7 separate regions of the Mus musculus genome follow, and regions 1, 2, 3, 4, 5 and 7 are each linked to region 6. Evidence: chromatin contacts called from public promoter capture Hi-C data. All regions are on one chromosome and are shown on one strand. The core of a region is the stretch at or near the end of the contact, and the rest is flanking DNA. Distances in the headings are between cores, read along the strand shown. Region 1 holds the start of St3gal3 (ST3 beta-galactoside alpha-2,3-sialyltransferase 3). Region 2 holds the start of Slc6a9 (solute carrier family 6 (neurotransmitter transporter, glycine), member 9). Region 3 holds the start of Ccdc24 (coiled-coil domain containing 24). Region 4 holds the start of Dph2 (DPH2 homolog). Region 5 holds the start of Ipo13 (importin 13). Region 6 holds the start of Kif2c (kinesin family member 2C). Region 7 holds the start of Kdm4a (lysine (K)-specific demethylase 4A).

What was found. Promoter capture Hi-C pulls out the DNA fragments that hold promoters and counts their contacts. Capture Hi-C pulls out chosen DNA fragments and counts their contacts.
Region 1: a contact with region 6 is called in a promoter capture Hi-C map of pre-B cells, with 2.9 times the contacts expected there. The contact joins the promoter of St3gal3 here to the promoter of Kif2c in region 6. A contact is called at or near these places in 3 of 39 promoter capture datasets (the C10 cell line, hippocampal neurons and pre-B cells).
Region 2: a promoter capture Hi-C map of pre-B cells shows a contact between it and region 6, with 2.2 times the contacts expected there. The contact joins the promoter of Slc6a9 here to the promoter of Kif2c in region 6. A contact is called at or near these places in 2 of 39 promoter capture datasets (liver and pre-B cells).
Region 3: a contact with region 6 is called in a promoter capture Hi-C map of liver, with 2.6 times the contacts expected there. The contact joins the promoter of Ccdc24 here to the promoter of Kif2c in region 6. A contact is called at or near these places in 2 of 39 promoter capture datasets (liver and stem cell-derived epiblast-like cells), 3 of 115 datasets of contacts at active chromatin or transcription factors (astrocytes, cardiomyocytes and craniofacial prominence) and 1 of 9 other capture datasets (pancreatic islet).
Region 4: a contact with region 6 is called in a promoter capture Hi-C map of pre-B cells, with 3 times the contacts expected there. The contact joins the promoter of Dph2 here to the promoter of Kif2c in region 6. A contact is called at or near these places in 5 of 39 promoter capture datasets (the C10 cell line, HPC-7-derived erythroid cells, liver and 2 more) and 6 of 115 datasets of contacts at active chromatin or transcription factors (astrocytes, bone marrow-derived macrophages, cardiomyocytes and 3 more).
Region 5: a promoter capture Hi-C map of pre-B cells shows a contact between it and region 6, with 2.2 times the contacts expected there. The contact joins the promoter of Ipo13 here to the promoter of Kif2c in region 6. A contact is called at or near these places in 2 of 39 promoter capture datasets (the HPC-7 cell line, HPC-7-derived erythroid cells and pre-B cells), 2 of 115 datasets of contacts at active chromatin or transcription factors (embryonic stem cells and memory CD8 T cells) and 2 of 9 other capture datasets (adipose tissue and liver).
Region 7: a promoter capture Hi-C map of adipose tissue shows a contact between it and region 6. The contact joins the promoter of Kdm4a here to the promoter of Kif2c in region 6. A contact is called at or near these places in 1 of 39 promoter capture datasets (pre-B cells), 1 of 484 Hi-C or Micro-C datasets (embryonic stem cells), 2 of 115 datasets of contacts at active chromatin or transcription factors (embryonic stem cells and stem cell-derived neural progenitor cells) and 1 of 9 other capture datasets (adipose tissue).

Annotation. Positions count from the first base shown.
Region 1 is chr4:118,133,413-118,137,422 of GRCm38.p6, forward strand. It overlaps St3gal3 (ST3 beta-galactoside alpha-2,3-sialyltransferase 3), which reads right to left and starts at 1,534. Exons shown (of 12, transcript NM_009176.5): 1 at 978-1,534. Kdm4a (lysine (K)-specific demethylase 4A) reads right to left here. Exons shown (of 22, transcript NM_001161823.1): 22 at 3,592-4,010.
Region 2 is chr4:117,833,333-117,836,906 of GRCm38.p6, forward strand. It overlaps Slc6a9 (solute carrier family 6 (neurotransmitter transporter, glycine), member 9), which reads left to right and starts at 1,926. Exons shown (of 14, transcript NM_008135.4): 1 at 1,926-2,145.
Region 3 is chr4:117,870,973-117,874,387 of GRCm38.p6, forward strand. It overlaps Ccdc24 (coiled-coil domain containing 24), which reads right to left and starts at 1,498. Exons shown (of 8, transcript NM_001034876.1): 1 at 1,423-1,498; 2 at 1,017-1,208; 3 at 775-888; 4 at 92-217. The coding sequence starts at 1,174. B4galt2 (UDP-Gal:betaGlcNAc beta 1,4- galactosyltransferase, polypeptide 2) reads right to left here. Exons shown (of 8, transcript NM_017377.5): 8 at 2,028-3,031. The coding sequence ends at 2,881.
Region 4 is chr4:117,890,614-117,894,622 of GRCm38.p6, forward strand. Dph2 (DPH2 homolog) reads right to left here and starts at 1,390. Exons shown (of 6, transcript NM_026344.3): 1 at 1,097-1,390; 2 at 702-814; 3 at 282-505; 4 at 1-88. The coding sequence starts at 1,243. Ipo13 (importin 13) reads right to left here. Exons shown (of 20, transcript NM_146152.3): 20 at 3,880-4,009. The coding sequence ends at 3,948.
Region 5 is chr4:117,913,228-117,917,030 of GRCm38.p6, forward strand. It overlaps Ipo13 (importin 13), which reads right to left and starts at 1,772. Exons shown (of 20, transcript NM_146152.3): 1 at 1,061-1,772. The coding sequence starts at 1,144.
Region 6 is chr4:117,181,183-117,184,665 of GRCm38.p6, forward strand. It overlaps Kif2c (kinesin family member 2C), which reads right to left and starts at 1,442. Exons shown (of 20, transcript NM_134471.4): 1 at 1,249-1,442. The coding sequence starts at 1,309.
Region 7 is chr4:118,178,681-118,182,227 of GRCm38.p6, forward strand. It overlaps Kdm4a (lysine (K)-specific demethylase 4A), which reads right to left and starts at 1,363. Exons shown (of 22, transcript NM_001161823.1): 1 at 1,213-1,363.

The DNA.
Region 1 (4,010 bases), core at 284-2,783, 950 kb after region 6:
TGGAATTCTAGAGGCCACACCCTGAGTTTCTCATCTGTGTGTGCTTCACTTCCACATCCTACAGAGGTCCAGAGAACAATCTCCATAATTTAATTGTCCAAGTTCCCCTCAAGTCTACACCTTGCACAAAACATAACACGGATTCAGTAGGCGCTTGACTGTGTGAGCAAGCTCACTAGTCTCTAGGAACACACTTGCTTTGCTTCATCATTAATAACTTGTTAGGAGACACAGACATCAGATTAGCGAAATGGAGCAACCAACACCACTTTATATTTCAAAATGTCTGTTATTTTAGGAGACTATATGAAACTCCCATCTGGTCATAAGGTTTTACTCCAATTTTTAATCCTCCAATCTTTCTTCTTTTCCTTTCTTCAGTCTTTTGAGACTGGGTCTTGCTATGTGGCTCTTGTTGACACGGTTTTATTATTCTATGTAGCCCAGGCTGGCCTCTGAAGCAATCCTCCTGCTTCAGCTTCTGAGTGCTATTACAGGTGTGCACCTACTACCCCGGGATCCAATTCCTCTGAGTCTTTAATTGAAAGTTTAGGGACACAAGTGGAATTGTCATGATGTCTACTGTGCTACATGTCAGGAACCTAACTCTAACTCGTGGCTTTTCCTTCCTTCTCAGCCCATTATCTATAGTGCTAATAATTCAAAGGACCTCAGAGAAATGTGTTAAGCACTCTTTGCTTTCTGGGATAGCAGCCGGCTCCCTTCATCGGTCACTCCCTAGGTTAATTACAGTGACTCAGTTTTACCACCTCCCCGTACTCTAGAGAAACAGACAAAAATTAAATTTATTGAGGAATCATAAAAATGGGTGCTACTGTAAAAAGGAGTCTAAACACATCTGTGGGACATCCGCCTAACCAAATCTACCGTCCTCACTAAGCTTTTCTCTCGCAAACAAGACCACTGAGAAGACAATGAGGAAGCACTCCAGAAGAAAGGGTAGCGAGAAGACGTACTTTGATAAACTGACCCGGTCGCTCCGAGGAGGATCTGGCCCCGGGGAAGGCAGAGATGACAACCGCTACTCTTGGTGACTCCCGCTAGGCTTTCCCCGGACTTTCTTGCGCTTGTCCCACAGCGGGTCCCGGGTGACCGTGACCCTCCTTTGCGCTCAGACTCGCGCGCCTGGGACACTGCACACAGGTGACCTCGGCGCGCTCGGCCCGGCTCGCGCGGCCCTCTGGCAGGCCTGGCCCCCACCCGGGCCCGGGCTTTGGTCCCCAGCGCGGCTCGGGCCGGTCTGGCCGGGGGAGGGGCGCGGCGGCCGAGAGCTGCTTCGGGGACGCAGGGCAGGCCTTACCGCAGCAGAGAGGGAGGCCGGGGGCGGGTGGCGCCAGGGCGCACGCAGAGCGCGGAGGCAATTGCAGCGCGAATAGCGGGGACAGCCGAGGGGACCCCAGAGGGAGCCCAGGACGCGGCAAGCTGCACGGGCGCCGCCATGGTGGGGACGCAGCGGCGGGACCACCAATCCTGCGGTCCGCCTCGGCGGCCGCGCCGGGGGTCGGGCATCAGCAGCCAATGGGAGCACCGGAACCGGGCGGGGCGCCAGGCAGGCCAATGCGAGGCTTCGCCGCAGGGTTGGGCGGGCCCGGACCCCGGAGACCCAATGGAAGCCAGAGGCCGAATCCATCCCCTCCCCATCCCCGGGCTATAGCTGGGGCTTGGGAGGAGCGCTGCGTGGAGCTGCGGTGCGTGGGGCTGCCCGGCTGCGGTCAGGTTTCCTCTGCTTCCCAGAGGAAGTCTTCTGTCCCTACTTCACCACTCTGCTGTCAGCCCCTGACGCTGGTGGTAACCTCTAGAACGCCTTCTGAAGCCCTATCCAATCCCGTGAGGGTAAGAGGCCTGCTAAGTTCAGGCGTGACCTCGAAGAAAGGTCGCAGATAGGCCACAAAGCCACCCCACATACCCAGTTCAGGAGGTCGCGCCCTCATTCTGCAGCGGAGTGCATTATCCTAAGGCAGAATTTAATACAGAATTTTCCCAAAGAGGAGGTGGGGACATAACTTGGCACTCTCAGATGCCAATCTTATACAAGGTATACAAGACATAAGTTTCTGCTTTGGCAAAAAGCTGAAGTGCAGTCTTTGGCTGTGGTGGGTCATGAACCCAGACTAGACTACACTGGCCAGGAAGTGCCTAAGGCAGACCCAACTTTGAAGTTGAGCAAGTTTAAAGCCCCAGGCCATCCCCAGCACCAGAAAAAAAAAAAAAAACAAAAACAAAACCACAGGCCAGTTTTATGAGACTTGGGAAAGTCCCATAGCTTTTTATGAACTGGGAATTTTCTTATAATAGGCCAAAAATATTTTTGAATGGTTGACTTAACTAATCATGGTAGTGGTGGTACGTACTTAACTACTCTCTAAACTGAAGCAGGATTAAACATTCAACAACTTTGTGGGTCTCAGTATCTTTGGGTTTTGTTTTGGTTTATTTTGTTTTTGTTTTAGTGTCTGCATGAATGTATGTCCCAGTGCCTGTGTATCCCAGAAGGCCTCATAGCCCCTGGAACTAGAGTTACAGACAGTTGCAAGCCACCAAGTGGACAGTGACAACTGAACCTGGGTTCCCCAGAAAAGTATTCTTAAGGGCTAAACTATCTCTCCATCCCACAGTGGGCTCTTCTTAGGGACAAAAAAGTAGAGAGGGCTGTCGGGTATAGCTTGGCAGTAGTACGTTTGCCTCAAACATTCAAAGGCTTGAATTCAATCCTCAACTCCCATAGAGCTGGGATTACACCAGGCACGAGATTATCCGGTCCTTTAGCAAGGCTGAGGTAATGAGACTCATGGGGAGGAACTACGGGTGCCTGAGGAAGTTAAGTTTTCCTCTCTTCCACGAACGCTCAGCCCCAGCCATTTTCCCCTGAAAATCCCCGAGTGAAGAACAGAGGGGCAACCTTCTTTCCTTGGCTCCAAGGATTTAGCTGTGAAAAAACATCTGTGAAACTCTTCTCTCTTTCCCCAGAGCCAATACTAAGTAGCAGCTCCCAGGCTACAGGGGTACCGAGCACATCATCTAGCACCGGGGCACAAAGCTCAGGCCAGCTGGAATACGGAGGCTGTGCAGAAAGGAGCCTCGCACCAGCTCAGGATCACCTCTTCTTGTCAAAGACTGGGTCTTCCTCCAGGGAAGCAATCAGCAACGACAAGCACTGCAGAGGGCAGCTTCTGCAATCCATGGGGAGATCAAGGGTCTCTTGCTATTCAAGCACCTACAGCATACTCTCCTGGTTCCACAAGGATGGAATCCTGATGCAGGAAGTGATCTGTATATCAGGATGCTGATGACATCAAAAGGGGTTTAAGTGAAACCTCTCTTGAGAAGACCGTAGTCCAATCCTTCCCGTTAACTCCTCCAGGAAAGCAAAAGGAGGTACAGAGAGCCACAATGCCCTGGATGCTCAACGGGCCACAGCACCCACCTCCGTGAACGGTGCCCACCTCAGCGAACAGCTTCCCAGCCCCTGCTCCACAGCCTGACCCAGGGCCACTTGGGCTCATGGGGCAGACCACAGTCAATCCTCTGTTCAATCCATTTTATTGCTAAGGACAAGGTAATGCACCGGTTTTCAAAATAATTTGGTTTATAGAGTTCATACGTAACAAAAAAGGGGAAGTATTATAAATCTGACTCCTGTATACAGAGCAAGGTATGAAGCCCTCCATATTGGGCCCAGGCAAACAAATTCAGGAACCTGTTTAACCCCTTCAATGTTGCCCTCTAGTCCCATCCCACCCCCACCCTCAACCAGCCCCACCCCACCCCTGACCAAGGGCGTAGCTATACCAGCCCTTGGCCTCCAGTGGCCCCAGTTCATCCTAACCCATAGTTAGCCCCTGCATAACTGCACAAAAATCACCCACCAGGCTCTGCCTGTTTCCATCATTAAAATTATCCCTTCAAGGTGGTCCCCACCCACACCCTCTAACACTGTGGCCGCAGGCAGGGGCTTCCGTGCCTGACATTTGTGGGCTCATAGTATATAA
Region 2 (3,574 bases), core at 676-3,175, 650 kb after region 6:
AAAAAGAAAGAAAAGAATTCAGGGAGCGGAGAAGGGCTGTGTGTGAGGGGGTACCAGCAGGAGGGGCTGAAATCTGGATGTAAAGAGAATAAAGAAAGAAAACTTCAAAATTCAAAATAAAGTTTTAAACATTTTCTTAGAACCATCCTAATGCCTTTTAGGTCCATCGCATCCCTATAAGTTAGATGGAAGCCCCTCCCTCAGCCCCAACCTTCCCTTTACCTGGCAGCTTCTCCCAAGAGCCTCCTGTCCATCTGTCTTGGGAAGGAGCCATTTTGGATAATCTAAAGAGGAGGCAGGCTATGAGAGACCATAAACAACTTGTAGAGGAACCCAAGTCCTGGTAGGGAAGATGAGAAGTGTTTAGATACTATCTGGTCAGATCCAGGACTTGAGCACACACACAACTACACAGCCTGCTGCAGGACCCACAGTTAGACTCCCAGAAACTTCTACATAAGCAAAGTTAAAGGCCACAGGTGGTGGTGGTGCACGCCTTTAATCCCAGCCCTTGGAGGCAGAGGCAGGCGGATTTCTGAGTGCAAGGCCAGCCTGGTCTACAAAGTTAGTTCCGGGACAGCCACCGGGACTATACAGAGAAACCCTGTCTCAAATCCCCCCCCCCAAAAAAAAAGCCCACAGGCACAACAGATTGCTTAGGTAGATCTGCGTGTGTGTCCCCTCTCTACTCTATACAAAACTCTGGTAATTAGTTCGTGGGAGACTATAAACCCCAAGCAGGCTTATAACTGCTGTGTTCACGGGCAAACTCAAAAGGGACATAAGTGCCTTCCTAGATCTGACCAAATCTCGAGAATGAACAGATTGTGAGTTCCATGACAGCAGAAAGCAGTATATAAGAAGGTAGTTCTGGGAAAGGGCTGTGGTTGAGCCGTGGGGTAGAGAGAGGCCCAACTGAAGGGAGTGTGCTGGCTGCTGTCTTTTTCAGTGATTATAAATTAATAAGGTGGCTTCTCACACCAGTTGATCTTGTGCGCGGCTTTGACATGGATGCGCCTGCTCTTTGGAGACTGGATGTCAATAAACAAGCAAGTTTCCTGGCCGGAAAATGGTGAGAACTCGGGGCACAGAGTGGAATCCGGAGCCTGCCTCTCCAGACCAGGGCCTTTTGCAGAGCACCTGCGAAGCAACAGCAGTCCTCTGGCAATCAGTATTGTCTGGTTTGATAGAGGGTTGGCAGCTTGCTCAAGGTAAGCAAATGTGGCAGCCTGTTCCATTTGCTAGGCACCACTGCCAATCTGGAGCAATGAGTTTCACGTGGGTATGCATTTCCTTAAGTCATTCTCTCCATTTTGCAGAGGAGGAAACTGAGGCTCAACAAAGCATCTTTTGGCAGATACTGCAATCCAGGCACCTGAAGTAGGTAGGCTCTGTGGCACAACTAACCAGGTAGGGCTGATCAAATCAGTGGTGGAGAATTCGGGGAGAAAGGGCTCCCCAGCCTTGCAATTCCAAGGAGTGGGCCCCAGGCTTTACTCAGCTGTGCCCACAGTCTCTAGCGGCGCTACTGCAAAGGGAACGGAATTTGCTCTTGACGTCTCTCTAGGGGGAACGCAGGCGCAGAAGGCCAGGGGCCTGGCGGGCTAACTGCAGCCCCAGCCCCCCAAAGCGCCCCAGGCCTTTTGGCTTCGTTCCAAGCCTAGCCCGAAGGGGAGGACATCTGCTTCCTCCAAGTGTCCCAACTGAAGGGCAGAGAGGCGAAGGAGAAGGGGACTCCTTTGCCGAGCCCCACTCCCAGGGGTTCGTGAGGATCAATCATCAGAAAACTAGAGCCACTTGTAATCTTATTCCCTGGTAGGAGGAGTCTGAGTAGTCGGCACGCGGGAGGGAGGAGATGGGACCAGGGCGGGGGAGGGCGGCCAGGGGAGCCGCTCAGGGAGGGGAGGGACTTGGCTAGGTTTCTCAAGCCTTCTTCACTCTCCAAACTTTCACCAAACTCTTAGCCCCCGCCTCCCCGAAACCAAAACACAACAAGCTCTGGAGGAGCGGCAGGCAACGCGGCGGGGCGGGAGGACTGGCGGCTGCAGAGAGCCTCGGGAGGCTGATGCAACTTTCCCTTTAAGAAAGCCACCTGGGCGCACCGCGGTGCGGACCCAGCACGCCTGGGCCGGGGGCAGCAGTATGGTAAGAGAGCTGGGGGAAGGGGGCTTTGCGGCCCGAGCCTAGGTCTGTCCAGCCGTCGTTCTGGGCGTTTCTGTGACTCTGGGAGGCTGAGCCCCAGGATGTGTATGGATGTGTGTGTGGTGCGTGGATGAGATAGCGTTTGCTTGCGGGTATCTGTGGCTAAGAGTGTGAGTGCTCGCACTGGGATGTCTGTCTCGCCGCGAAGGTCTGGGTAGGTGCGTGTGTCTGTGTGTCATCGTTGTCACCAAGGAACTAAAGCAGACGGGAGGGAGGGTGATTTCGGAATGGAGGGGGTGCGTTGCGTGCCGACGCCGGCTCGGTCGGAGGTGGTTGGTACGGGGCTGTGCGCGCAGCGCCGGAACCGAAGAGCGTCTTCGGTCTTTCTGGGGCGCCAGTGGGTCTGCCGCGGCCGGGAGCCGGCAGCGGGGTCTGTGCCCCGCGTGCAGCCTCTCGCCCCACCTCCTCTCCCAGCCGTGCTGGCTATCTATCTGGGCGCCGCAGCCGGCGGCCTTCCTAATCTGCCCGCCCACTCGCCCGCCGGGTGCCGGTTCCCGCGCGCCCGCGGTTCCTGGGAAGCAGCGAGGAAGAACCCCAGCGCCCTCCGGTTCTCTTTTGTCCGCGGCTCGCGTGGCTGCAGCGTTGAGAAGGGATTGCGGGGCGGAGAGTGGTTTTGGGGGACTGCTACTCTGGGGGGAAAAAATCCACGCCCTGCCACTCGAGCCTTCACTCTAGCCTTCCTTCTGGGCATGCTTGCGGCGAGTGCGGGCGGCCACAGGTGAGGCCTGGTTTCCCGCAGCTCCCGAGCGCCTGCTCCCAGCCTGTACCCCGCAGCAGGCAGCCACACACGGGCCGGAGCTGAGGCCAGCGAGCCGGGAGGGGGCTTGCCCGCAGACCCGGGAGGGGCCGAGGACGGGCGGGGGCGGGGCAAGGGGGCGGAGACCTCGGCACCCGGGTACTTTTCCACCGCGGGGGGCGGGGCGGCATCCTCCACGCCAGCTGAGAGGCGCACACGTGGTGGCTGATGTAACGCCCGCCCCCCAACACACCTTGCACACTGATTAAAGCGAACCGGTCTCGTTTCGAGGAAGTGGGCACTCCGGGCGGTGCCATGACTCCAAAAGTGACCGCGCCCCACACTGCCAGCCCGTCCCGGGCCTTCAAGTCCGGCCGGGCAGCTACTTAAAGGGGCCGCACCCCCTCTCGGGTCTGTTTTCCATAGGCCACGCCCCTCGCTAGTCACTCTTAAAGGAGCCGCGTACCCACCTAGCACTCTATGATAGCTCCCTCACAAAGCCTGTTCTACTTTTTTTCCTTTTTTTCTTGTTTTTTGGTTTTGTATTTTGAGACAGAATTTCTCTGCGTAGCCCTGGCTATCCTGAAACTTGCTCTATACACCAGGCTGGCCTTGAATTCAGAGATCTGCCTGCCT
Region 3 (3,415 bases), core at 248-2,747, 690 kb after region 6:
ACACTACCCCTTTCTGGCAGTCCCAGCCCCTTAATTTCCACTCCTGTCTTCTTGCCCCCAATCTATACACTCAGGTGCCCTGAAGCCTCACCTCAGGTGTCTGACAACTTGGTCAATATTAGACACATTCAGTTGGTCCTTGATGACAGTGAGGTCCCTGGGACAGGTGCTGACAGGTGAGGTTACCATCACCCTCTCTGTGTTGTTCATTCCAGCCCTTCAGGGAACAAATGCCACTTCTAGAGCCTTTTGTTTTTCTCAGGCAGGCCACCTAACAGTGCAAACAATAGCCCCAGAGCCCTGGCTTGCACCTGGTAGTTCTGCCACCTTCACTGTGTGACCTCAGGGAAATTGTCCTTTTGAGTGTTCATTCTGTCACCTGAAAAGCTGGGGACAATGCTCAGCTTATAGGATTGTGGGAGGATTTGAATAAGAAACTGGCACAGTATACTTGTGCACATGAGGACATTAATCCCTCTCTGTCCCCAGCTGAGCATGTCATTTGTCACCTCCTCCCAGCTCTTCCTGTACCTCCAGCCCAAGCCTTTGGTCTCATCTGCTAGGCCTGAAAATAACTGTTCACTGGACATGGCCTCCTGTTCTCCCTCCAGCCCCTGCCTACAAAACTCTCCATTTTATCTGCTTGGAAAACTACTCCCTTCCGCCAGGCTGGGCAGGTGTCCCCTTAAGGACTTCAGCCTTTATGTGCCGAGCCCTATCACAAGTGGCTATAACAGTGTCCAGCCCCAGTTGGGCAGAGTCTTCTGTTTTTACCTGGGCTCATCAGCTCTCATCGGGAGTTCCTGTTGTGTTGAGTCACACCTGGTATCCTCTAAGGCAAAGCGAAGGACCCTGGGACTATACTGGGCCCACATCTGGGTCTGGTCCCTGAAAGCATGTGCATGAAGGGACCTGAGGACCTCCTTTCAGGAAACACCAGGAAAGGTCACCCTGGCTCTTTATCAGGGGCAGCCCATCTGGTGTCCCGGCAAGGAGGCCATGGCTGAGAATCCCACCTGCCCTCACTGATAGCCTTAAGGCGGAGGCCTTGGAGTAACTGTCGGAGTTCTTGGCGAATGAGGTCCCTCAAGAGGGGGGGTGGTGCCAGTAGGGAGGGAGGGTCAGAGTTGGAAACTTGAGAAGACTGGATCTCTTGGAGCAGCGCCTTTAGCATCGCCACCTGTAAGGAGAGCTGGGGTACCTTGCCACTGGGGCAGAGGGGACGGGTTTAATGTGTGTTGGTTGAGGGTTGCCAAGGGATGGGAGGAGCTAAACAGAGAGCAAGGGCAGGCAGTGAGAACAAGGTGTTGGGGGGGGGGGGGGCGGTATCACCAAATAGGGTTAGGGACCTGGTGGTGGTAGGAAATCACTAGAGTTGTGATCACTAGGAATGTGGCCCACCCCCACCCACCGGACTCCCACCTCCTCTCGCAACTCCAGACTCAGGTCCACTGCTGCCTCCCCCAGAATCCTCTTCACTTCAGGCCGCTCCGGGAGTGGAACATGCTCCTCCACCAGCTCCCACAGTGCTGGGGAGTCCCCGGGCATGGCCTGCATGGGTCGCGGCCTCCTGATCAGATCTACAGGCCCGGAGGTCAGAGTGCTAGATTTCCTGGGAGACCGATGGTTGCTCTGGACCAGAGCCACGCCCACCAAGCCCTTCCGGCTGACATCGATACCCCGCCCCTTTCTGCCAAAGTCCCCACACCAGAATTGTGCTGTCTTTTGGTGGCCTACTATGAGCAGACCCTTCAGGGTGTGGGGTCCTTGCCTCTTCTGGGGGAAGCCTGGCTGTGGGAATCGGCCCTTAGCCCCTCCCCTCCTAAGAGTCGGTCACCTGGGAAACCATCCGTGCCCTGGGATCAGCCCTCGAAAGAGGCCCTGCCCCTGCCCGCAGTGGCTAAGCACCCTGTGCTTATCCCAGGGCACCTTTCTGCCTCTGAGGGAGAAGAGCTGAGAAATCTGGCCCCACTGGTCCGCTATTTCCTTATCCCTACTAGTTTGAAAGCAGTGTCAAGATAAAACTTTCTCCCTGTAACAGTGGAAGTGGCAGGGCTAGGAAATTTATTAAGTTACTAGAAGACCCTAGCCAGGTCACCTCCCACAACACAAACTAGCTTCGGGAATCCAGATCCCGTTCACAGACAGACAAGGGGGCTGCTCCGTTAACGTTTTTTACTAAAGCACCCACACAAGTTTCTGTGCAACATATAAACAGAGCAGGCCCTGGGGCTCCTGCCTCCTCTCTAAGGGAGGGAGGCCAGATCCATTGACTGATCCAGGCCCCACCTGTCCCTCATGCAAAGGTCAACCCCATGGTCCCAGGAAACAACACAGCACCCCTTCTGGTCCCCTCCTGGGGGTGCTCCTCAGTAGGTGGCTCACCAAAGCTTGCCCCCTACAATGTTGAATGAAAAAGGTTTCCCCTCCCCTGGAAGCATGAGGGGTCTCCAGATCTGAGGAATTCCCCCCTGGAAGAGACACTGCCCCCTAGTCAAACCTCCCACCTTTTCAGGCCCTAGGGGACTCGAGGGGAGTGGGGAAATTGAGGCACAGAGAGGTGGAGTGACCTAGCCCAGGCCACTCCGCGAGGCAGTGCAGGGGCTGGCCCAACCCTAAAAGTGAGGAGGTTTGGGCTGGGAAAAGTAGGACAGGAAGAGGGGTTGACCCCAGAGAGGGCCATAAGTGGGGCTTGCCCAAACGCCCCTCAAAGTGAATGCTGGAACTTCTAGGTGCAGCTGTCTATTAGACTCAGAAAACAGCTCACAGTCACAGTCTTGGGGACAACCCTTAGAGCAGCTGTCAGCCAGGCTGGAGGTCAGGCCTCTGGCAGGCAGCCTTCCATACTAGAAAAGCATGGAGGGCCTTGGTCCGTTAGTGTCAGCCTTGAGTGAGCCACGACATGGGCTGTCCAATGTCCACTGTGATGTTGGTGAAGAGCGGTTGCCGAGACACTTCCAAGACTCGGTACCGCACGGATCCAATGCCGTCCCACTTCATGCTCATCTTTGTGTTTTGAATCTTATTAAACCTAGAAAAGGAGACGAGTTCAGATCAAGGCTAACAGTCTCTGCTCAATCCTGAATCTCTATGGCAAAGGCCCGGGCCATCCTCTCCCTTCAGGGACAACTCGCCAGAAGCCCATTGCTCTTATATTTGCTCTCAAAATAAAGACCGCAGCCCCTTCAGTCAGAAAGCTTAACAACAACCTCTCCCTCACAGGTCTCTCCATTCAGACCTCCTCCCCCCACTGTATGTATGTATGCATGTATGTATGTATGCATGTATGTACGTACGTACGTACGTTTGTTTTTATTATGGGGGACATGAGTGGAGGTCAAAAGGGTGAAGCTGGGCCTTTCCTTCTACCTTTGCATGGGTTCTGGGGACTCCAGGCTTCCCTGTGAGCGCCTCT
Region 4 (4,009 bases), core at 140-2,639, 710 kb after region 6:
GAGCTCGGGGATCCCACTGGCAGGGGAAGAGCTGGGCGGGAGATGAGCAGATCTTGGTACTTTGGGAGCAGGAGCATGGCCAAAGGCTCTGAAAGAGGTGCATCAGAGTTGAAGTCTGGCAAAGTAAGAGATGTCTCATCCCCAGATGCCTCAATGTGACCCTAAAGGACAAGCCAGGCCAACTGAGGCCAAGAGCTCTAGGTAAGTGTGCTTAAATAGGAGGAATTAAGGCATGAAGCTGTGGACCCACCCTTCTTTCCCTCACAGGTATAATTTCTCACCTAGGGCATGGGCACAAGCTGGCTCACTCAGCAGTACCACCGGGGCTGTCGGATCTGGGTTCTGGGCTTCAAAGGCCTTTGCACAGAGCTCTAAAGCAACGGGTCGCTGACCAAGGACAAAGGTGATGGGCAGCTGCGAGGCTGGGGGGCTTAAGCAGGCAGGACCGAAGTGCACAAGGGCTTGAGCTCCAGCCTGCTCGGCGCCCAGCACATCCACACAGCAGCTGCAGGGGAGAGAGCATTGGTGAGAGGTGTTCCCTACCTGGAGAGAAGAGTTGTCATCAATGGGAAATGTGGCCAGTGGAGAAAATGGCACCAAGCTAGGAATTCACTGTGACTGAGGGAAGCTGGCATCAGGAGCTTCTCATCGTGCAAACACGGTCACTGGAGGCAGACACTGTGGGCTGGGAAACCCCATACCTGCCATAAGCTGTGTCCCCTAAAATGAACATCTTAGCTCCTGTGACTTCCTCCAGCCGGGCAGCCACCGCTCCCGCATCTCCTAGTAACTGGTCAGGGAACTGCAAAGTCACCTGTAAATACAAGCCACAAGTCAGCGACAACCTCACTCCTCCACCAACAGCCTCTGCAAAAAAACAAAAAACAAACAAAAAAACAAACAAACAAACAAAAAAACCCACTAAACATCCCAAGCCCCTACTTCTAAGGAGGCAGCCAGCCCCACAGAGTTGTGGGTAATCCGTGCGATACGGGCGGATCCCGACCCAAAGTCCCAATCTCCGCAACCCATACCCAGAGGAGAGCCCGCGCCCCGCGCCCCCTTTTCGCGCCCCCTTCTCTGAACCAGACCTCACCCGCTGACAACCTAAATCGCAGACAAATTTCGTAACTCGCTCCAGCTCATACACGCGGTCCAGGTCTTCAGGAGGAGTGAACTGTCCTGGAACGCCCGCCTCCCGTTGCAGGGCTGCCTCCGCAGGGCTGCTGAACGTAGACTCCATTGGGCGCAGCTTGGGTGGGGTGAGATGCAGCTGCACCCTCAAAAGTCCTCGAGGTCACAGCAGCTCTGTTTGTGGATCCGGACCAACCTGTCCTCGGGTCCTAGGATCCAAACCGTACGCTTCCAAATTCCCGGCTCTCCACTACACATGGACCTACGGAGATTACTTCCGGGTTCAAGGACTTCCCACAGAGAACCAATCACTAGCCTCTCACTCAGGACCAATCGGAAGTGCCGCAAAGCCTTGTGGGTGTTGTGGTTCCACTGGCTAAAGCTTCTTCCCGGATACCCTAAGGCCAGCCTGCCGGTGCCCTCTAATTTCTAAGTCACTAATTCAGTGTGAGCAGGCGCTATCTGCTGATCATATTTAAACGCGCGCGCGTGTGCACGTATATACATACAGTGAGAGCAAGGGTCCTTATACAGCTCAGTTCTTCAGGGTTGGCTGCAAGCTCCCTAATCCACCAAGCCATCTTCACAGCCCCCAGAATCTGAAACAGGGTCTTGCTGTGTGACCGAGCTGGATCTCCCAGTACTGCATAATTTCCAACTCAGTGCCCACAGCTTGGGTTTGAATATTTGTGAGCAGGTACTTACTGCCAGACATCGTAAAATGTCTCTATGTCCTTTACTTTGCCTGCTAGAGAATTGTCCCACAACCTGTTGTCCTCACGGTCTGTCAACCAAACACTGACCCTTGCTAAGTTCACCAGTTCATCATTAGAAGCAAGAATTATCCCATATAGATAAGAAAAACAAAACCATGTCTGCTGGTTCTAGAAACTGGGCTTTAGAGCCCGAATTTATTCTCTCGCCCCACCTCCTTGGGACTGAACCTGGGGCCTCGTGCATGGAAAGCAACGACTCTCTGGCTGAGCTACATCCCACATTCTCCCACACGACTTCTTATCATAAGGAGGGATGGGAGAGGAAGACTCTCTTCACGTGATGCCGTAGGGAAAAAGGACTGAAAACATGTGGCGCATCTCTGCATCCTCCAGGAGAGCTGAGAAATCAGGACTGTGGGAATGGGACTAACGGGGCTGGAGAAATGTTTCAGTGGCTAAGAGCACTTGCTGTGCTTGCAGTGGGTTCAGTTACCACCACCCACATGGTGGCTTATAACTATGTGCAACTCCAGTTCTAGGAGGTCCCTTTCCTTTTTTTTTGTTTTGTTTTTTTTTCGAGACAGGGTTTCTCTGTATAGCCCTGGCTATCCTGGAAGTCACTTTGTAGACCAGGCTGGCCTCAAACTCAGAAATCCGCCTGTCTCTGCCTCCCAAGTGCTGGGATTAAAGGCGTGCGCCACTACGCCCAGCTTTTTTTTTTTTTTTTTTTTTTTTTTTGTCCCTTTTCTAATACCTGCAGGCAACTACACTCAGGTGGTGCGCAGATATAAACTCAGCCATACACACATACACATTTTTTTTTAATTGGGACTGAGGAGCGGGATAAATAATGAAGTGGAAGACACTGATGCTACTAGCTGGCTGAGGAAGACACTGGATGGAAAAGAATGAAAGGCAGAATCAGTACAAAAGCTGGGGAAGATCAGAGGATGGGATGCAGTTACCCCATCCAGCAAGTGGATTCAGATGTCATGGATGGGAGTGGGGCGAACTCAGCCCGTTCTTCTGATCTTACTGATGGGTAACCAGAAGGGCAGGGCAGACAGAACTACAGCTGAGAAAATAAAGGAAGAAGTCCGGCTGCCGTGCGCTGTCCGTGGTCCTGACGGACTGATCTGATCTGCCTTAAAGGTGCTAAGAGGGAGAGCTAGGGGTACACAGGCAACGTTAGGTAACCCTTATTCCTCCTTTAAGGGATGAAAGGCCTTCCAGTTCCTCTCACTCCACCTTACTTTCTACAGCCCTCCTGACCACGTGCAAGTGGTGTTCTAAAACACCTTATCAAGGTGCAGGTGGTACACTGGCTGCAGCCCAGCTCTCTGACCCCTTGAAATGTACTCAATATAAATGAACATAAATAAAAATAAAATACCATACCACACATCCATCCTGGAAATCTAATCTCCACACCATTTCTTCCCATACCCCAGGTGGATCCTGAAGGCACATATTCTCAACAGAAATGCAACTTTCTCCACACAGCCATTCTGAACCCATTCTCTACTGAGTACATTAGCTACGATGGGGCCAGCCTTTGTTTGGCTTAGAACCAGGGACCTAGTACTCAGATTAGGTTGCTGATTAAATGTATGCATGAATCTAACAGGAGTATATATGGGCTGCTGATGCTGCTGTACTGTAGCCTCTCACCCTGGGAGCAAGAACAGGCAGTATTTGGTTCCAGGCTAGGCAGCTTGGATGGTAACACCCTCCCTGAGAGCTAGGTGTCCCCTCCATTCTTTGTTTTGTTTTTTGAGACAGGTTCTCATTATTCAGCGCTGGATATCGTGGAACTCACTGTGTAGATAGACCAGGCTGACCTTGAACTTACACAGGTCCGCTGGCCTTTGCCTCCCAAGGGCTAGGATTAAAGGCATTTGGTACCACACCCTCCCTATGTCCCCACTATTCTAAACCAAGGCCTGGGTCCGAGCATCTTTCCATTCTTCCGTCAGGCTTGGGTCCATGTAGGTGATGGAGGACAGAGAAAGGAGGCAGAGGCAGCAGTAAGAGTCCAGGTTTACTCTTTGGGAACAGGAAGGGGTAAGAAGGGGTGAGGCGGGACACACATGTCCCTCAGTAGTCAGCTGTGTAGTCCGTGCCATGTAGCCCCCGGCAGAGCAGTGTAAATTCCTTCA
Region 5 (3,803 bases), core at 522-3,021, 730 kb after region 6:
CATGAAACCAACCATGTGCCACCATGCCAACACTGTCCAGCCCCAAGGGCCAGCCAGGTTCCCTAAATGGACTCCATCCAACTAGGATTAACCAAATCTGTACCCTCCCGCCCCCTGAAAGCCAGTTATGGCTACTGTCCCTTGTACAGCCAGCCACTCAAGGAAGCAAAAGGAGACAAGAGACCGAACAAGAAGATATGTGTTCTCAACATTTGTTAGGTAAACAAGCCTCAAGAACAACAAATGTTTTTCTATGACTGCCCCTTGCTATCCAGTAGGATACCCCTACCTCTCGGATCATCCTTGGGAGTATTGGGGGTGGGGCGGGTGCATTCCTGCATTCCAGGCTGCTGGGAGAAGAATAGAATAGAAAAAGATGGCCTGGGCAATGGAGAAGTCTGGAAGGAGGCCATGGCAGAAAGCCATGTGGGCAGGTAAGGAAGGAAGGGCCCTGTAAAGTTGCCAGCAGAGCCAAGCCCCTTGGACCCAGCACAAAACAAGAGAGCCAGGCACACTCCTGCCTGTCCAGGACCGGTTTGACTTCCATCCAATAAGGAAAAGACCCTTTCTGAAGATAAATGAACATATAACTCAGACGGGTTTAGCTCCAGATATCTTTGTGAGCCTTTGACTGAAAAAAAGTGAGTCGGGTCCAGGATCATTCAGCATCCGTGTGGTTTCTAACGTGGGGGTGGGGGTGGCTGAGTGGCAGGTCTTGTGAGTTTCTGGTTCCCTCCAGAACTCCGCCTGCTTTTCTCCTGGATCTGGGCAGGAGCCGATTTGGTTATAAGTCTAAACCCTTCAGCACCCTACAGGGAACAACCTAAGATCCTAGAGTATCTATCCGAAAGGGGACCTGTGTCTACAGAAAGCCCAAAATAGCCCATTAGGCACTGCAACACTGCTGTCCAAGCCGGCTGCCCAAGAGAGATGGTAAATACCAGGTGCTCTGGGGGCATCATCCCAGCGGGCACTGAGCCCGCGTCTGAGCTTTGGCATTAGTGTCAGTCCCCAGAACTTCTGCTCTGTCACTGGAGTGCCCACCCCAAGGCCCTCATACCTTCTCCACGTTCTCCACAGTGAAGTCCAAGGCTGGTGCTGCTCCAGCCCCTGCAGCCCCCAGCTGCTCCTCCCGCCGCTCCATCTTTGCTCCCTGCCTGGCAGGGAGGTGGACCCTGATCTCTTTCTTGCCCCAGCCCTTTGGCTGTCGGCCCCCTGCTAGACCCCGGCTTGAGTACCCGGGAGGTGGTGGGATGAGGGGATGCCCAGGGCGGGCATGGCTGCCGAGGCCTGCCCACCTCGTTTGGAGGGGGAGTGGGTTGCAGAGGTCAAAAGATGTGCTCTTCGGAAAGGGACCCGCTAAGGCGGCTCCCAGAAGGGAGGCGTCCGTGAGGTACTCCCAGACAAGGGTCCTAGTGGGAGGTCACAGCTCTGTCCCTTGAATCAAAAGTCATAGGGGAGGGAGGCCTATAGGGGAAACAGAGGCCCTGGCCCGTGAGGGGTCACAGAATCAACGGCCTGTACCCATAACACCCCAGTCTGGACGAGCTTCTAGATGCTATGAGGTCAGGGGGGCTGGGAGATCACCCGGGAGAGAGCCCTTCGCGAGATACGGAGACGTCCAAGGAAGCACGGGATTGCAGTTTCGTGAGTCTGGGGCAGAGTCGGTAGAGTTGGGGGACTGAGATAGGTCCCCTCCGTTCGCCTGGCCCGCGATCTGTTCGCCTCCCGGCGTTGGCCCCGCTACGGTCGCTGCCTCCGCCCCAGTGACTGACAGACAGGCCGGCCCGGCCGGGACGGGGCGGGGACCTCAGCAAGACTCGGGCTGTCCCGAGCGCCTGTCGCCAGTACCACCAACTTAGGCCCCCACCCACGCTTGTCCTGGCCCGGCACGGCCAAGCACATCGAGACACGGCACGGCGGAACTACGCGGAAACTCATTCCGGGTCTTTGGCCCTGTCCTCGTGCTAGCTCGCGCGCCCCCGAACAGGCGACGGAACGGCACACCGCCAGGGGCCCCTGCCTGAAGCAAGGACCCGCCTCTATGCACCCTGGGAAATGTAGTTTTCGTCGGACCGGAAGGTGGCTCCTGAGGAGGGAGGCTTGGAGCACGTGGGTTGGGGGTCCTATGGAACCCTATCCTATTCTCGGCTTAGGGCAGAGGACCATCTTGCTCAGTCACATTGCCTAGGAGTGCAACTCTTGCGAAGACGTGATTCATGGGGCCTTTGGGTGGAGTTGGAAGCCAAGAATGGAGGGGAGAGGGTCACGTTTGGTCGGCGCTCAGGCACAGGGAACTGGTTGTGTTGGTGACCATCAGCACCCGCTAAAGAAGAGGAAAGATAGGAGTTACTTGGTGCCCCACAATTAAAAAAAAAAAAAAAAGCACTGTGGATCTGCTCGGGAGCAACCGGGAAATCATATTATTCTGCGCGCGCGCGTGTATGTGTGTGTGAAACGAGGAGGAGAAGGGAAATCGTTAAGGTTTTCATTATGTTTCAAGTAAGAATAGCTCATGGCTTTACCTTAGGTTTTGTTCTCTCTCTATTCTGCTGTGGCGGGTTGGTTTGTTTTGAGATGGAGTCTCTTGCCTTGGGGTGGGGAGTGTACCTCTTTAATCCCAGCACTCCCGGGATTACAGGAGTGTGCCACCAAGATGGGTGTCTGAAGTGCTGTGCCTCCCGCGCACCCTGTCAACTGAACCACATCCTCCACCTTCTTTGTTTTCAAGCGGGGATCTCACTATGTAGCCCGGGCTTGAGTGGGTATTTTTATTCATTGTCTTCAGCTAAAATGGGGAAATTGAGGTTGGAGGAAGGCAAGCCCTGCTCCCAGCAGGCACTTCCTCTCCATGCTCAACTTTTTCTTTCCTTGACTCCTGTCAGCAGGAAAGGAAATGATTTCAAACAGAAGGATCTTTCTTTTTCTTTTCTTTTCTTTTTTTCCAAGACAGGGTTTCTCTGTGAGGCCCTGGCTATCTTGAAACTCTGTAGACCAGGCTGGCTTCCAGCTCACCGAAACCCACTTGTGTCTGCTTCCAAAGTGCTAGAATTAAAGTTATGTACCACCATGCCCAGCCTAAAACTTTTTTTTTTTAGATAAATTATATTAAGCTCAATTTGGGCTTACTATATGGCTTCTCTCTCCTTATTGACTAAACTCTTCCCAACACAGCCTTCTAGCAGTAGCAAAGTTGGGTAAGAATAAGAAGGGCTGGCATACCGTCAGGAGGAGCAGCAATTTTGTAAACCTGGGGAGGAAACAGATTAAGACAAGAGCTGGAGTCACTATACAGGGCTTTACATGTGTCCCACCACACCAGGTGACACTTGTGCTCTAAGGGAGGAAGCTGGCTCTGGAAGTAGCTGCTGAGGCCAGAGAAGGTCGAAGAAACTTGACAAGATCTTGACGAATCCTCAAAGCCTGGGAAGGAGAAGGACTCACTTGGCTGCTAGAGGAAGTCCATCCATCACAATGAGTCAGCAAATCGTTGTCCAAAAGGAAAAAAAGAAAATGTTTTAAGCGTTTTAAAGAAGCCAATTGGATCCCTGTGAGTTTGAGGCCAGCCTGGTCTACAGAGTGAAGTCCAGGACAGCCAGGGCTACACAGAGAAACCCTGTCTCGGAAAAAAAAAAAAAAAAAAAAAGCACCAGCTGCTCTTCCAGAGACCTGGGTTCAATTCCCAGCACTCACAAGGTGGTTCACAACCGTTTTAGGGTTTCTATTGGTGTAACAAAACACCATGACCAAATTTGGCAGGAAAGGGTTTATTCATCTTACAATCCCATATTATAGTCCATCTC
Region 6 (3,483 bases), core at 192-2,691:
CCGGAAGGGAAAATTTAATTCTCTTTTAAAAAATACAAACAGCCAGGCAGTGGTGGCCCTTGCCTTTAATCCCAATACATCAGGGATAGAGGCCTGAGGAGTTCTGTGAGTGAGGACAGCCTGGTCTACAACGTGAGTTCCAGGACAGACAGGGCTACACAGAGAAACCCTGTTGTCAAAGTGTAATTCCACTTCCAGAGGATTTCACAAAACACCAATGAACATAAAATAAAATAATAAATTTAAAAAGCAACAAACAAACAAAACACCAAAGAACTAGGCCTGTGATGGTGCATGCCTTTAATCCTAGCACTTGCAAAGTACAGTAGGTGGATCTCTGTGAGTTCGAGGTCAGCCTGATCTACAAAGCAAGTCCAGGTCCAAGGCCCTGTTACAGAGAAACTGTCTCAAAAAATAAAACAAAACACAAATGCTAGTTAGTAATTCTAGTGGGGTTCACCCTTAGACCATTCCACAGTGGAAGTGAACAGGGAATGGGCCTTAAACCCCAGCTCCATAGGATAAAATTGCATCACCGCTCCAACAGAATGAAGATTCATTTGAGCAAGTAAGTTACTACATTCCTTGGAGGAGCTATTCCTGAACACATCAGTAAAGAGCTGGACCGCTGGAGTTCCCTGGTCCATTTTTGGCAGTGGTTGGCTAGTCCATGAATGACCCGTTATTAGACCTGTAGAAATTGCTTAATAAAGACAGATGGTTGAGCCGGGCAGTGGTGGTGCAACGCCTTTAATCCCAGCCCTTGGGAGGCAGAGGCAGGGGATTTGTGAGTTCGAGGCCTGGTCTACAGGAGTTCCAGGACTACACAGAGAAACCCTTCCTTGAAAAACCAAAACAAACGCCAAAAAAAAAAAAAAAAAAAAAAAAAAGCCGGGCGTGGTAGTGCATGACCTTTAATCCCAGCACTCAGGAGGCCGAGGAAGCCGCGGGTCCAACAAAGCAAAACAGGTTCAGAGGAAATGCATCCAATCGCTATAACCTAGCTAGGCGCACCAATAACCGCAGACGTGCTCCGCCCACACTCAGAAAGCAGGCAAGGGACCCACAACCAAAGTAGCGTTTTCCTCCTGTGTAGGGGACACCGACTGCCAGTGTAGTGACATGGACCCCCTCAGTGTGGAATAAGGGAAAGTATCCCAAAGCTTTGCCACACGGAGATTCAGATAACCATCTTGGCAGTCTCACCGCTCTTGGGTCGTCCCCTTGGCCTCAAGACCCTGCCCTCACCATTGCTGCGTTGAATGTTGATGGAGAGACCAGGAAACAGGCGTGCGTGAAGCGACTCCATGGACTCAGGAACAACAACAGGCAACACAAATGAAAGAAGCTTGGAAACCACGACTCTGCTAATACTGCGCTGTGTTAACAACGCCTAAACCGCTGCAGTTTAAATCCCGCGCGCCAGCCTCCCTACAACGTCACCAGTGCGACGCACCGCAGAGCAATGTGGGATATGTAGTCTTGGTCTCCGACTTCCGGCGCGTGGCCGGGCTCCCGAGCTCTGAGACTGATGGGAAGGGTTTTTGGTTGGTTGGTTGGTTGTTTGGTTTTTTCGTTTGTTTGTTTTGTTTTGTTTTTCTAGCTCTTGCTGTCCTGGAACTCACTCTGTAAACCAGGCTGGCCTCGAACTCAGAAATCCGCTTGCCTCTGCCTCCCGAGTGCTGGGATTAAAGGCGTGCGCCACCACGCCCAGCTGATGGGAAGGTTTTATGGCTTCTGGCCTTACCCTCCCGCTACCAGGTCGAACTTCTGCCTTTATGTAAGACTAGGAAACTTATGTATAATGTTTCAGTGAGGGCCTTGTGATTCTACAGACAGGGGTTCAAATCCTGGTTTCTTGATGATTGCTTTCTCTTTGAAATGTATACAATATTTCGAAGACACCAATTAAAAATAGTCACATGCTAGTGCTAGACATAGTGCTAGATTGGGATAGTGGAATAAACAAGACGAATGGTTCCTGTCCGTGAAACTTTTTTTTTTTTTTTTTTCCTATTAGGAACACGGGGGAAGTCATACGGTGGTGACTCGAGCCTTTAATCCTACCACTAGAGAGAGGCAAATTTGACTTCGAAGTCAGTCTGGTCTACAGCCTGAGTTCCAGAATAGCCAAGATTACACAGGGAAACCCTTTCTAGAAAAACAAAACAAAACAGAACACAAGAGAAGCGGGGTATGGTAGATCATGCCTATAATCCTAGCTCCCTGTAGATGAAGAAAAGAGAATAATTTCAAAGCCAACCTTAGCTAAGCAGCATGTTTGAGGCCAGAGTGGGCTGTGTGAAACTGTCTCAAACAAACAAACAAACAAACAAAAAAAGATGCTGGCAATGAAAAGCAGCCTACAATGCCTAAATGCTGGAATTAGCATGAATCACCATACCTGATTTTTGTCATTATTTATAATGTCTTTTTGTTTCGTAGTACTAGGTATTAACTCCAGGACTTTGTGCATGTGCCACTACTGTCCGGCTTCTAGGGGAACGTTCTTACACTGAACCACATCATTACTGCCCCAGTATGCAGACCTATGCAGACCAAGAACCCCCACCGCCCCGCGGAGGATATGTATAGTGTAAATGGTGTCTAGCCCTTGGTCTATCCAACCTTGACAAGCCTGAAGACCTGAGTTTGATCTTCTGGACCTACATGGTAGGAGAATGAACTCCCCAAAGCCTCCACAAATGTGCCATGGCATGCACCACATACACACACACACATACTAAATAAACAAGTTAAATGTAGTTACATTAAAAACAAGAATAGTGCCAGGCTTGGTGGCACATGCCTTTAATCCCAGCACTCGGGAGGCAGAGGCAGGCAGATTTCTGAGTTCGAGGCCAGCCTGGTCTACAAAGTGAGTTCCAGGACAGCCAGGGCTATACAGAGAAACCCTGTCTCGAAAAACAAAACAAAACAAAAAACCCAAACCAAAACAAATACTCTTTGTTAGGGCTGGCGAGATAGGTCAGTGGTTAAGAGCGCTGACTACTCTTCCGAAGGTCCCGAGTTCAAATCTAATGAAATCTGATGCCCTCTTCTGGAGTGTCTGAAGACAACTACAGTGTACTTACATATAATAAATAAATAAATCTTAAAAAAAACAACAACCAAGAATAGCAACAGTGGAAGGAAGGACAGGGTATTGAGATGGCTCAGAGGGTAAAAGCCCTTGCTGCTGTGCTTGAGCCTGGAACACACAGGATGGAAAGAGAGAGCTAACCCCTGAAGGCTGTCATCCCTTTAACCTCATGCCGATGACGATGATGGTAAAGTTAAAATATAAAAGAAAACAACTTCTTGTCCATGAACATCTTAGACTGGCCTCTAACTCACAGTGTAGCAGAGTGACCTGTTTTCTTTGTTTTGTTTTTTGAGGCAGGGTCTTACTATGTAGCTCTGGCTGTGCTGAGTCTGTTATAGAACCTGATCTTCCAGAGCTCCTGAGTTCAATTCCCAGCA
Region 7 (3,547 bases), core at 113-2,612, 1.0 Mb after region 6:
AACAGAAACCCTGTCATGGTAACTCTTGGGTTTCCATTCCACTCCAAGGGAGGGATTTCTGGCTAGGCATTTTTCATTAACTTTGCATAAAAGATATACTGTTATCCCTGCTTTACATACCAGGAAATGTATCCAAAGTGCCCCCTCTAAAGCATCTTCTACCACTTTCTGCTACCTCAGCTCTAATACTTACATGAACTAAGACTTCTCTGAAAGTGTGGAGGAACTTGAAGCCTATTCAATTTAGGAGACTTTTCCTTTTAAAAGGAAATTTTCAATATATTCTACTTTTGAAATTTTTACAAAAAGGTATCATAAATATCAGACTGGGGCTCCTCCCCTGGGCTTCAAAGGTGGTCACAATGTTGCTTCATCTGCCTCTAGCTCTGTTTATCTTTGTGTGTCCAGAAGCTAGAACAATGCTCGCCACAAAGTAGGCACTCAGTAACTGCTGAATAACTCATATCCTCTGCTCACTTTAGCGGATCATCCCATTACTTTAACTCTAGGGTTCCATTCCCGCGATCTATTCCCTTGGGGAAATCTGGTCTGGGGCACCTTCCCGTCCGCCTTCAGCAACAAAGCAAAGAGTACCGGGAGCTAAACCTTCGGCTCTAGAGTGAAAACTCTGAATACCGGTCTGATCTCTGTCACTTTTTAACACCTTGGCTGTGTGAATGGACTGGATGAGTCTCAGTTTCTCCACCTGCAAAATGGGGACCCCAAACCCCTGCCTTGATGGATCGTATGATTAACTTAGATGATGCAAGCGAGCCCTAAACGCTAGGCCCGGTAAGCACTCCATAAAGGCAGCTGTTGCTAACAGTGACCTGAAACTCCCGCACTCTCCGCCCCCGCAGCCACCCCCGCGGCATCCCTCCAAAGGCAGCCCGGTTCCCAGTGTCCCCACACACCACTTACAGACACTGCCCCTCCCGGCCCCACCGCCTAGGCGAGGGAGGCCCGGCCGCAGGAAGAAGAAAATAAGGCCCAGTGGGCCCGCCCCCCTCTCCCGACGCCCATTGGCCACTAGAGATTGGAAAGAACCAATCGCAAAACTTATTTTAGAAGCTCCTTTCTCTATTGCTCAAACCCCATGTCGATCACAGAGCACAGAAAGACCCACCTCACCACCCTCCCCCACTGGAGCTCACGGCCAAGGGTTTTGGCAGCATCAACCCCTTGGGGAATCCAAAACCCGATGGCTCTCACCTGGAGCCTAAAGCCCTAGCAGGGCTCAGGCCCGATTGCTGTTGTCGCCACTCGCCGATCCCACTGTCTTTCTTGAGGGCGAAAGACAGAGCTCCGCCTCCTTTAAAGTCTGACTCTGCGCAGCCTCACAGAGCCCATAGTCAACCAACCCAAGAATGGCTTTAGGTCCTCAGCTAACCAATGAACACTCACTACACCGACTCGGCGTCTGGAACTACGAGTCCGCTTAGCCTATGAGCGTCGTCTCGAGCTGTTGCCAGGAGAAAACGCTGAGCCTCCGGGGACTGGGGCCACTGAGCATCAGGGCTGGATCCAGAGTTAGCCTATCAGAGGCTGACTCAGATCTCCATAGTTAAGCTGGGTAGAAAGAAGCGAATACCCTGAAATGGGCTAGCCGGTTATGGGGAAGGGCGAGCAGGTGGTTATAGGATGTTTCTAGCGAAAGGATAAGCCTAATTTTCTTGGAGTAACTCCTTTGCCTAAGATATAAAGGCGATGGAAGACCTCCGGGAAAGTTTCTAAAGTCAAGGAGTTCAGAGAACGTGACCAGCATGTCCAAGTTTGCCCAGTACTCTCAGTTTGACTCTCTTCTCTAAGAAGCCCCTCGCCTGCTGGCAAGGCGGGTTAGGTAAAGATCTGCTCCAGGAGAAGGAGCCCTGGGGGGTCATTAGGACAGATCCTGAAGGAAGATATCCCTGAGGCTTTTTAAAAGCGGCTCCCCTTGAGCGAAAATTTGGGGTCATTAGCAGCTCTTGGAGCGAACAGGGTGATTCTAAGAATCATTAAAGGCACTTCAGGGGGCCGAACAGGATCCCTAGAAGTCATTAGGAGCAGTTCCTGAGAGGCTGTGAGCAGCCTTAAGGAGTTCCCAGATTGTCAAGGACGATGAAGAAAGAGAGGTTAACACCCTTATAAGTCAAATAAGGAGGAGAACTCACTAGGGCATAAAACATGAGCAAAATTCCCGATAGCACCGGGAAGAAGAGTTGTATTGTGTTTGAACTGCTTTCAAAACCAACCCTTCGGTACAGAGAGATGACTGAGAGGAAAGGCACAAGTCTTATGATCTGAGGTAAGCTGTTGAAGGAGAGAATCAATACAAGTTCACAAGATGTCCTCTGACTTTAGTGGATTGCAGTGTCACCGCCGCCACAAACACACTAAATAAATAGGTTAAAAAAAAAAAAAGTAAGCTGGGCGGTGGTGGCACATGCCTTTAATCCTAGCACTTGGGAGGCAGAGGCAGGCAGATTTCTGAGTTTGAGGCCAGCCTGGTCTACAAAGTGAGTTCCAGGACAGCCAGAGCTATACAGAGAAACCCGGTCTCAAAAAATACCAAAAAAAAAAAAAAAAAAAAGTTTTTAAACAACTTCTCGTCCATGCCTGGATTTTTCAAGGGGAACAAATTCAGGAGAGTTGAGATGGATGGCAAGAGTTTACCAATGTTAACTAAAAGGAGATACTTCATAGAATGCTATGGGTTAAATATCTAGGCACATATCTGATGAAAAGGGTGCTTTAAAAAAAATGAGAGGCCAGCCTGGAATAGGTAGTTCCAGGATAACCAGAGTTACATAGTAAGACTCTTTCTTAAGAGGGAGAGATGCAGCCGGGCATGGTGGTGCACGCCTTTAATCCCAGCACTCAGGAGGCAGAGGCAGGCAGATTTCTGAGTTTGAGGCCAGCCTGGTCTACAAAGTGAGTTCCAGGACAGCCAGGGCTATACAGAGAAACCCTGTCTCTATATATAAGAGGGAGAGATACAGAGATAGATATGTGGGCATCATGGCACAAGCCTACCAATCTTAGCCCTTGAGGGGTAGAGGCAAGAAAATCAGAAGTTCATAGCTGGGCATGGTGGCACGTCTTTAATTACAGATCTTGGGAGACAGAGACAGGTGGATCTCTGTGAGCTTGAGGCCACCCTGGTCTACATAAGGAGTTTCAGGACAGCCAGGGGTACATTTTAGAACTTGTCTCAAAACAAAACAAAAAAAGTTGTTCAAGGACATCCTGGGCTACATAGCAAATTCCAAGCCAGCATGGACAACATAAAACCCCAACTCCAAAAGAAGGAAGAAGAGAAGGAGAAGGGACATTAACTATCGTGTGTATATGTGTGATATTTATATTGATCATATATTATGATAGATAGATCGATAGATCGATAGATTTTTCAAGGTAAGGGTTTTCTGTGTAGCTCTGGTTGTCCTAGAACTTCCTCTGTAGATCAGGGTAGCCTCTCAAACTTACCAAGATCCCAGAGAGACACCTGCCTCTGCCTCCCGATTCCTGGCACTCCCAATATTTTAATTGATAATATTCATTTTTTCTA